Linked DNA regions of Mus musculus: region 1 is linked to region 2. A link is a contact called in public Hi-C data. All regions are on one chromosome and are shown on one strand. The core of a region is the stretch at or near the end of the contact, and the rest is flanking DNA. Distances in the headings are between cores, read along the strand shown.

Region 1 (5,489 bases), core at 754-3,253, 250 kb after region 2:
GGGCTGGGGAGATGGCTCAGCGGTTAAGAGCACCGACTGCTCTTTCGAAGGTCCTGAGTTCAAATCCCAGCAACCACATGGTGGCTCACAACCATCTGTAATGGAATCTGATGCCCTCTTCTGGTCTGAAGACAGCTACAGTGTACTCACATACATAAAATAAATAATTCAAAAAAAAAAAAGTTTAAAAAATTTCCCCCTATTATTGGATGGGTTAAGATGTTTAGAAAACAGTGCTACCATCCAGTAGCAGAGTAATAAAAACCATACCTAAGGGGAATGAACATTAAAAAAATAAAATCATCCCAAGGCATTTAACAGTGTGTCTAGAATTATCATAAGAATTTAATTCTACAGTTATCATCACCTAAACCCTGCTTACAATAGCTGCAGGGGAAAAACACAGCTCTGTAAAGAAGAAAATCTTAAAAATGTCCACTGACAAGACACAAAGGATAAACATATCCAATAATATTTGTGCTAATCAGATATGCTACAGGTAACAAGTAGTATCAGGCAAGTTTCCTGGCAGTTTTCAAATTTCAATTTACTTAAATGTTTGAACCAGAGAGATGCCATTTATCTTTCTTATTTAAAAAAAAAAAAGTAGGAAACAAATTGGCAACACACTCAAACATCATCTTCTTTAAAACTAATTATTGACAAATATTCGTGTTTTTTTTTTTTCTAACTTGGGCTCGCTAGGTATTGATATACACTGGTAACACTGGAGCTACCCTTTACCAAACAATTTCCCAATACGGGAGGTATTCGCTTACACTATCAGGTATATGTGCTTTGTCCTAAACCTCTTCGGTAGGATTTCCAACAATCTCAGATTCTATACTATGACATATTCACCCCGCCTTCCTTTTGCTCTTCTAAGGGGAAACACTGTTGAGTCCTCAGGTTGTTTATTATAGAGATTTAGGAAAGACTTTCATTCGCTTCCCAGTTCTAAGTTTCCCTTCAGAAAGAATACAGGGGGGAGGAGCTTAACAAGAGGCGCGTCAAACTGGTAAACGGAGATTAAGGGAGACTCGAGATCTTCCGAAATAGCTCCAGTTTTGAAAGTTAAGCCACGGTTTCCTACCAAGTGCCGGTTGGTGCTCCCCTCTAACCAACCTCGGGGCCAGCGTACTGGCAGATCCCTTCACCGCTGCTGCAGCCGTCGGCTGCTGTCTTCCATATGGGCAGGCCCACTTATACGTAATAAAGAAGTTAAACCATGCCGTGCGTTGCCATAGATTCTACAGAACCCCGAACTCCGACCTGAGGGTTTCCCCAAAACCCCTCAGGGGGATGAGCTAGGCCAACCCCAGGCAAGGGAAAACTTCAGTGCAGAAGGATCCCATCCATCCCTTGGGGGGATGGAGCTGCTCTGTGACCGGTGTCACAAAACAAACCGCGCCGGGCTTTCCGCCTCGGAACGCAGACACCCATCCGGACGACCGCCACGGGCTCGGTGGAAACCCCGTCTAACCTTAGCTTCTGCAAGGCGGAGCTGAGCGGAGGAGCGGGGGTTGGGAGGGTCCCGCATCCCGGGCGACCGAGGCGTCTGCCCAGTGGCCCCCCGCGCCGCCCTGCCCGCCCACCAGTACGCGCCCCGCGAGCCAGCCACGCTCTTGCTTCCCCACGGGGGTCCTCGCCCCGGACGCCCCAACACCTGAGGGAAGGAGCGTTACCTGTCGCCGGCGCGGCCGCCTTCCCTGAAGAGACGAGCTCACCACTCGGTGTCCTCCTCATGCTTTTCCAGCCCGTCCCTTTCTCCTCCTGACCCCTCGCTCCGCCGCGTCTCCCGACCTCGCCTCACGAGCCCGGGTGTCCCGGGCGCGCGCTAGCCCCGGTCCCCTCACTCAGCCTCACAAGCGAGAAGCCGCTTCCGAAACAAGCCAGGCGCGGGGAAGGCGTCCGCTCTCCAGCCCCCGGGGAACCAGCGACCGGAAGTGAAACCTCGTGCGCACGGAGAAAGAGAGCAGGCTCCGAAGACAGAAAGTGAAAACTAAAGCGCCGTGCTCGCCTCGCCAAGGCCAATCACAAGGAGCACAGCGACGCGCAGGCGCGACCGCCGCCAGCATCCACGTTGCTCCTGCTTTTCCAGTAGGCGCAGGCGCAGGGGGGGGAGGGCAAAGCTAGCTCCGGATTGGACGACCCAGCCTTCCTTGGCTTCTCGCGAGATGTAGGCGGCGGGATCTAGAAGGCGTGCACAGGAAATGAGGCTCCTCAGTCGGAACCTCTTCTAGTGTATTGTGGGTTACTCATGGCCGCTTTTCTGGCTTTTTCTGTACCAGGTGCTGTAATGGGACAGGGCAAGATAGTACAGAGACGCTTCCATCTTGTCTCCTTGCTGAGGCCATTTTAGGTTTAACTAAAAATGATTTTCTTGATGAAAAATTACCCAGATGTTCTTGACTGGAAGCGAAGATGTCACAGCTAACTTACTTTCTGTCAAACTGCTTGCTGGTCTACACCTCCTCCTGCAGCTCCTGAGTGCGATCCAGGATGTAGTTTTGCCTTTAAAAGCCCCTTGGTGTAAGGAAGGTGTAAATGCTCAGGGCTACACTTCGTCCGAAAACCTGAGTATAGTCCTAGCTGGCAGGAGTAAAGACAGTTAACTAGCTATAAACTGAAGGTCATCTTCAGTGACTCTGGTGATGCTGGTTGATCTAACCCAAGTGCCACATCTCACTGCTGTTTGATTTTGCGGAATGTTAAATCCATACAAAACTTAAGTTCATTGTGGGAGTTCTCCAGACGAACTTGAAATTTATTATTTATATGAGTGTTGAGGTGACTATAAGTAACAATTCAAGTCTATCCTTTCTATAGATAAGAACCGCTGAGAGAAATTAAGCAGTACCAAGGACCTTGTGCCACGGTTGAAATTTTGTTACGATGAGATTTAGTCATTCAGTGGGCGAGTATACTTGTGGCTAGTTCCATATTAAAAACTGGGATTGGAGAGATGGCTCAGCAGTTAAAAGCACCGACTGTTCTTCTGAAGGTCCTGAGTTCAAACCCAGCAACCACATGGTGGCTCACAACCATCTGTAATGAGATCTGATGTCCTCTTCTGGTGCATCTGAAGACAGCTACAGTGTACTTAAAACATATAATAATAATAATAATAATAAGGGCTAGAGAGATGGCTCAGTGGTTAAGAGCACGACTGCTCTTCCGAAGGTCATAAGTTCAAATCCCAGCAACCACATGATGACAACCATCTGTAATGAGATCTGATGCCCTCTTTTGGGGTGTCTGAAGATAGCTACAGTGTACTTACATATAATAAATAAATCTTTTAAAAAATAATAATAGGGGTGGGTATGGGGGACTTTTGGGATATCATTGAAAATGTAAACAAGGAAAATACCTAATAAGAAAATAAATTAAAAAAAATAATAATTAACTAAAAATTATGGTCACCAGCAAGGTAAAGACAGACGCTACTCATATCTGAGTTCATTGTAAAGGTGAATTAAATTATAAGCTACCACAGTTATTTCAGGTAATAACATGGTGCGAAAATGAATGAAATGCTAGTAAATGAAGTTGGAGGTGGAAGACAAAAGGAAAAACACAAAACAGAAGGAAAACACCAAAGATTTAACAAAAAAATGGGATGTTTAAAAAGTCAAAATCCAAAGATGAAAGTGAACCTTGGAGGTGGAGCTTTATGAGCAGAATGGAAAACAAGTGGAAAGCACCCCATCTGTGAAAATGTGTTCAAGATTTCAGTAAGAACTGGCACAGGACTGTGGTTTCCTCGGCCGAGGAGGTGGTCGCAGTGGGCTCCCTACCTGTCTCTGCTACCGCGTGGCAGAAGCACTTTCCCTCAGGGCACCAATGAAAGCCTGAAGAAAAAATAATTGCTTCCTTTAAAGCCATGGCATATCAGTTGTACAGAAATACAACTTTGAGGAACAGTCTTCAAGAGAGCCTTGATGAGCTCATACAGTCTCAACATATCACCCCCCAGCTTGCCCTTCAAGTTCTACTTCAGTTTGATAAAGCTATAAATTCAGCATTGGCTCAGAGAGTCAGGAACAGAGTCAATTTTAGGGGCTCTCTAAATACATATAGAGATTCTGCCATAATGTTTGGACTTTTGTATTGAATGGTGTTGAATTCAGAGAGGTGACAGAACTTATTAAACTGGATAAAGTGAAAATTGTAACCTCTGATGGTAAAAATACTGGCTCCGATACTACCGAATGAGTAGAGAAATGTGGCTTTTTTATGCCACCTTCTGTTATTTTCATCGCTTTTTGAAGAGAAACATAGAAGAGTCTTTTTATTTATTCTCACGATACAGAAATGACAACACTGTGCTATATATACTACCCAAGAATCCCACAGAGAGAAGCATGTGACTCTGTTCTCTTAAATGACCTTTAGTACACAGCATAAAGAAATGTAACTTTTTTTAATGACAAATCAAAAGTGGTTGCCTTCATAAGAGTATTCTTCAAAGCTGGGCATGGTGGCGCAAGCCTTTAATCCCAGCACTCGGGAGGCCGAGGCAGGCGGATTTCTGAGTTCGAGACCAGCCTGGTCTATAAAGTGAGTGCCAGGACAGCCAGGGCTACACAGAGAAACCCTGTCTCGAAAAACCAAAAAAGAAAAAAAAAAAAAAAAAAGTATTCTTCAATAAACTCGTTTTAAAACTTAAAGAAAAAAAACTTCAATAAGAGTGCTCTGAAAGTGAAAAAAAGCAAAGAATATTCATAGTATCCAAGAGCTAAGAAGAGTCAGCAAAGTGCCTATCAGACAAGCATAAGGACCTGTGTTCTATCCCCATAACTAATGTAAGGTGGAAAGGTGGCCCAGTCTATAATGCCAGCACTGAGGAAGAGGGAGCAAACAATCCCTGTCTAGTCTACTTGTGAATCTAAGGCCAATGAGAGACCCTGTCTTAACAAATAATTTGGACAGGTCCTGAGAAATAACATCCAAGGTTGGCCTCTGATTTCTACACACATTACACATATGTACCCACAGACTTACAAACATGCACATCAACACATATCTCTCACATACACACTTACACACATTATAATACCCATTCTTAGTCATTGTTCTATTGATGTGAAGAGACACCATATTTTAGAGTTTTACTGCTGTGAAAAGATATGACAAAGGCAACTTTTTTGTTTATTTTTTCAAGACAGGGTTTCTCTGTGTAGCCCTGGCTGTCCTGGAACTCACTCTGTAGACCAGGTTGGCCTCAAACTCAGAAATCCGCCTGCCCCTGCCTCCCAAGGGCTGGGATTAAAGGAATGCACCACCACCACTCCTCAGAGACAAAGGCAACTCTTTTTTTTTTTTTTTTTGAGAGCCTGAGAGATGGCTCATTGGTGAAAAGTGCTTAACTGCTCGTGCTGAAGTTGTTGTTTTTTTTTAAGATTTTTGTTTATTATTATAAGTACACTGTAGCTGTCTTCAGACACACCAGAAGAGGGCGTCAGATTCCATTATGGGTGGTTGTG
Region 2 (4,938 bases), core at 1,798-4,297:
TTAACCACAAGTGTGCTTGGCCATTCCCAAACCATAGCCTCTGTCCAAAAAGGAAAAGATAGGGCTTTGTGAGGCAGAAAGTAAGTGAGAGAAAACAAAACAAATGTAGCTCAAGCTGAAAGTGAAAAGCGCTTGGACAGATTGGAATTTTATTTTCTGCTCGGCATCCTGCCAATTGTCTTCCCCCCCACACCCCACTCCTCAAAAGGTCCGGTTTTTGCGTGTAGGAAAATGTGGTTTTCTACCACCCCACGGAACGCTCATAAGTACTGTTGCTTTATTTTGTTTTCATCTGTCCTCATAACCCCCTCTCCGCCTCCCCCCCGCCTCACCCTGTCAACACCCCAACTCTGGGGGACCTTAGGTGTTGAAACCCTGCAGACCCCCGACGCCACATCCCACTGGATCCCTTTCACGCCACTTATTTTCAGTCGCGAGATTCCCCCATTAGAGTGGTTGCTGTGAGAACCAGAAATTTTCATTTAACTTTCCCCCGCCCTCCCGGCCCCCAGTTCGGAGCAGATCGCTGGGGAGCACAGCCAGGGCCGGGCCAGGCCTCGCTCGATTGCTCCAGAAGGCTTTAATTTGCACACTCACCTCCGGATGGTTCTCGGGCCCGGAGGCTCTCAGATCCACGCCCCGCCGTCCTCCACTCCGGCCCCCAAGCCGGGGCCAGAGCCCCGAGGCTCCCGAGCCTCTCCAGCTGCCCCGCGGGCGGCGCCCTCCGCCGTCCCTCTGCCCCTGTGCCCACCCCCTGCCCGCAGAGCGCCGCTCGCCTGGGCCGCAGTAGTCAGTTACCTGCTCCGCGGGGCGAACGTGTGCGGGGACAGACAGACACTCCAGCTCCGCAGAAGGCCGGTGCCCCTGGCCACGGACTCGCGTGCGTCGGCTGAGGCGCGGGGGTCCCCGGCGAGGTTCGGGTTGGGCGAGACTAACGGGCTGTAGGGGGCTGTGTGGCCCCTCGGAATTCTCTTGGGTTAACGTTGAGGCTGGGTAGGTTTGGGGGCCAACTGGGGGGAGCTAGAGGTCTCGAGAGGAACCTCCCACAACGGGGTCACCCCGACACCAGGGTCCTATGCCAGCTCGAACATTTCGTGCGTAAAATTTGAACCTGCGCCTTCTGGGTGGGATTCCGTGCTGGAGAATGTTTCCGCGCCCGCACGTTTATTTCCCCTGTGCAAGTTCCCTCTGTAGCCTCCGGAGGGGTGTGGGTATGGGCCCCATCTTCCCAACTAAGTAGTAAAACGTTCGCCCAGGCTTCCTGCTGGCGACCCCTCGGGCGCGTTATGCACAGACTAGTGCACACAGCCCACCCGGGTTGAAGCCCCGCAAGCGTGCACTCGTGCTTCACCCCCCAAGTTTACTTTTCTTATTTAAAGCTTTGCAGTTCAAATGCACACCCTGGGCAGGAGCAGCCCGGGGCTCGGCGGCTCACTGGTCCTGTGCACGTGGGCGTTATCTGAGCGGGCGAATCTGCGTTTGCACAGCCTCCCCTCGAGCTGGTGGCGACCCCTGCAGCGTTTGGCAAGGCTTCGGGAGAGGCTCAAGAAGGATTTCATTGAGTGTGAAGACAGAGAGCAGAGACAGAAAGCAGGAGGCCGCTGCAGCCTTTATAGTCGCGGAGGAAAGCGGAAAGGTTGAAGCACTATGTCAAACTTTTTTGAAATGGGGTCAAGTCACATTCAGCCAGCGTGGGAAAACAACAACAACAACAACAACAACAACAAAAGAGGGGGAGGGGAGGGGGCTAGGCACCGCCGCTCCGTCTGGGAAATGTAGGCCAGCGGGGGTAGGACGGCTGCCCCCTCCGGGAGCCTGGGCTGGACACCGGCAGAAGGGGAGGACGGGCGCCAAGGCCCTTGCTCCCGCTACCTGTGTGGCCCTCGACCCCCGACCGAGGGCTGGAGGGTCCTTTCCGCAGCTTTTTAGGAAAGCTCTCAAAGGAGCCGGGAGTGGCCCTGCCTTGGCCTGGTGGTGCTATGCTCGCACCCAGTGGGGGTCGCGCCATTTGTTCTTTAATTCCAGGCAGAAGAGCGAGCGGGGAAGGAGGGGTGCGGGGCAGGTAAACGCATGGCGACCGTTCCGGACACGCGGCTGTGGTGGAACAAGGTCCAGCCCAGACTAAGGCCGCCGTGGGACAGGAAGGCTGGCTCGGTCATCCTTAAACAACAGAACTGGGAGGGGGCGCCCGACCGCGCGTGGGACCTAGCCACCAGCCTTTGGAGAACAGAGCGACTGTCTTGGCTACCAACATTCAGCCGCCCAGGATTCCGGGCGGGAGTTCGGAAGTCGCGACACAAGGGAGACCTAACCCTTCTCACACCCGGGAGACCTACGTTTACTGCCCCCCACCCCCACCGTCGTAAGGGCGGTTGCTTTTGCACGGGTTGAAAACTTAAGGACCAGTCCCGGTTAGCTAGCAAAGTCCCGAAGTTACTTTTTCAGGACAGAACGAGAGAAAGTGTGACGGACCTGCCTTTTCTACATCCTTGGGATCTTTGGGGGGTGGGGAGAAGGGGCCACGACACTTCTCCCCTTCCAGGGTCCCTCGCTCTCCCACCTCTAGTAGCCCCAGCCCTCCCCTACCAGATGGTCTGTCCTCCCTGAGTTTTTACCCGGGAGGTCCTCCGAGTCAGAGGCAGAATTTCGTCTCCCACTAAGCTTGCCTTACCCCAAAGACCATTTGTGAGAGCGAGTCCCTTTCAAATATCTCCCTGTAGAAAAACTGAAAGTAGAAAGAAAGGAAGCAATCTCCGAGCAGATGTCTGACCACCCCTACTCGCATACACGCAGCATCGGGTTACAAGGTCCTAGGAACCCCAACCCCGTTCTGCGACCCCACACGGGTGAACCCCCGGTGCTTTCATGCCAGCTTCCGAACTCCCCCAGGTCGCCCCGTACCCAGCACGACCAGGCCCCCGGAGTCAGGGAGGGCAGCGGAGAATAACGAAATAGGTATAAATATTAAGCCGTGACATTGACACGCCCGGCGCCTCCCCTCCCCCGCGCTCTGGACACACTCTGGGCTGCTCGGCACGCCCCCTCTCGTCCCGCTGCGTCCCGCGCAGCGCTCATCCCCAGGGGACCCAGCAACCTCTTCCTAGCGAAGACCGGTTTCTATCCGAGAAACCCGGCCGGATTAGGCAGCCAGGGCGAGTAGAGGGGGGGAGGAGGGGAGCTGGTGAAACCGGGTGGAAGTCTCCCGGGCAGTCACACTTTCTCCTTGTCCTCCGGTCTCCTCCTCCTAGGTGCAGAGATTGTGGGCAGACAGCGTAATCTCTGCTGAGGGGGAAGAGCGGAGTTTCGCGGCGGCTGCGCCCGGCTTGCGCCCGCGGGCGAAGAGGTCGGTCCGTCTAGCCCGGGTGTCCCCGAGGCGTGTAAGGCAGCGAGTGCGCACCCCGGTTCCACTGTGCCGCGTCGGCAGCCTGAAGCCAGCATGGAGAAGGACAGCCTGAGTCGCGCCGATCAGCAGTATGAGTGCGTGGCGGAGATCGGCGAAGGCGCCTACGGGAAGGTGTTCAAGGCCCACGACCTGAAGAACGGCGGCCGCTTCTTGGCTCTGAAGCGCGAGCACTCGCAGACCAGTGAGGAGGGCATGCCGCTCTCCACCATCCACGAGGTGGCGGTGCTGAGGCACCTGGAGACCTTCGAGCAACCCAACGTGGTCAGGTGAGCCAAGATCCCTGGCTATGGGGTCCGGGAAGGTGCTGGGCAAGGGGCGGCTGGTGGCCCAACTAAAGTTAAGAGTTGAGTTTCCCCAGATAAAACCGGTGACCCTGCTAGACAGGGCAGAAAAAGAGACCTGCGGTGGCTTCCCAGCAGCCAAGCTATTCTGAAGAGCTTTCGCTTTGCGTGCCCCAAAGGGAGGTCCAGGGGCGTTGGGTGTCTTTTAGGGACAAAACCAGACAACCCCAGAAACGTCCCTCCAGCCCTTACTTAACTTTTCCCGTCCGTGGGGGGATTTTTGAGAGACAGAGTGAGATAGTTATCCAGCTTGCAGATAATTAGAAGGAAACTTTAAGGGTGGAGCATAATGTAAATAAAGTTTAAGAAAATGCAGAAATGTTCAAGAATGTGTTTGCCAATCACACCCACAGTGGTGACATTTTTCTTTTTTTATAGTTGTAGAATGACTTCTGATAGTCTTAGAAGTTCAGAAGTTCAGACTCTGACGCCTAGTGTTAAACATTGTTTGAAAAATGTCTTTCAAGGCTGGGTACTGGGAACACTGAACCAGGAAGATCCAGAGTTCAAGACCCTCCTGAGCTACAAAAGACCCTGTCTGAGAAAAGAAAGGGAGGGAGAGTGGGTGGTAGGGTGGAGGGCGATTGCTTCTCAAAAGGTTTTCTGATTGTATCATTTAGTATCTGTGGACTGGTATGATCTGACTTAGAATGCCTCTCTCAAAGGTTAGATGTGAGTCTGTGCTTCAGATTCTAAAGCCTCTGTTTTCCCTGGAAGAGTTGTGCAGGTGGGGGGGGTGGGGGGGGGAGGTATTCCTAACCCACTCTCCTGTGACTGAAGATAATGGTGTTTTCTTGAAGATGCTGGGATTTCCCCATAGTGCCTTTTATCATTCTCTTTTTTAAACAGATGCATAGCTGGAAGTTAAAAGGGAATGCACAGACTTTTCTACAAATTAGATGATGAGAACATTCTCAGTTCTTCTTTTTAGTGGGATGATCTTGGCGTCTTCATCCTGTCTTCTCATTCCTATAGGGATTCCTTACAACAAATATGTGCCTACTGTATGCCCTGGAGATAGAATTATGTAAATAAGCACAGCTAAATATTTTTGTAGAAAGTCAAACAATGTAACATTAGTCATCAAAAAGGAGAGACCCGAGACTGACCTTTGGACTCAGAGTCTACAGAATCTTCCTGGGGGGTGGTGGTTGTTAAAGGGCTTTTAACTCCTCTACTAGTCTGGGTGTTCGT

The links. A called contact is a pair of places that touch in the nucleus more often than the background predicts.
Region 1: a contact with region 2 is called in a Hi-C map of uterus, with 6 times the contacts expected there. The contact joins the promoter of Tasor2 here to the enhancer-like site in region 2. A contact is called at or near these places in 4 of 484 Hi-C or Micro-C datasets (embryonic stem cells and uterus).

Annotation. Positions count from the first base shown.
Region 1 is chr13:3,609,105-3,614,593 of GRCm38.p6, forward strand. Tasor2 (transcription activation suppressor family member 2) reads right to left here and starts at 2,004. Exons shown (of 20, transcript NM_134063.3): 1 at 1,686-2,004. It also overlaps the pseudogene Gm20277.
Region 2 is chr13:3,357,719-3,362,656 of GRCm38.p6, forward strand. It overlaps the pseudogene Gm16505. Among named protein-coding and RNA genes, the nearest start is that of Gm40653, 83 kb to the left of the region's middle. Within about 2 kb of position 3,048, at least 48 of the 459 cell types and tissues checked have an H3K27ac peak or open chromatin away from gene starts, as enhancers often do. A contact at or near this core is called in uterus, where this site is marked.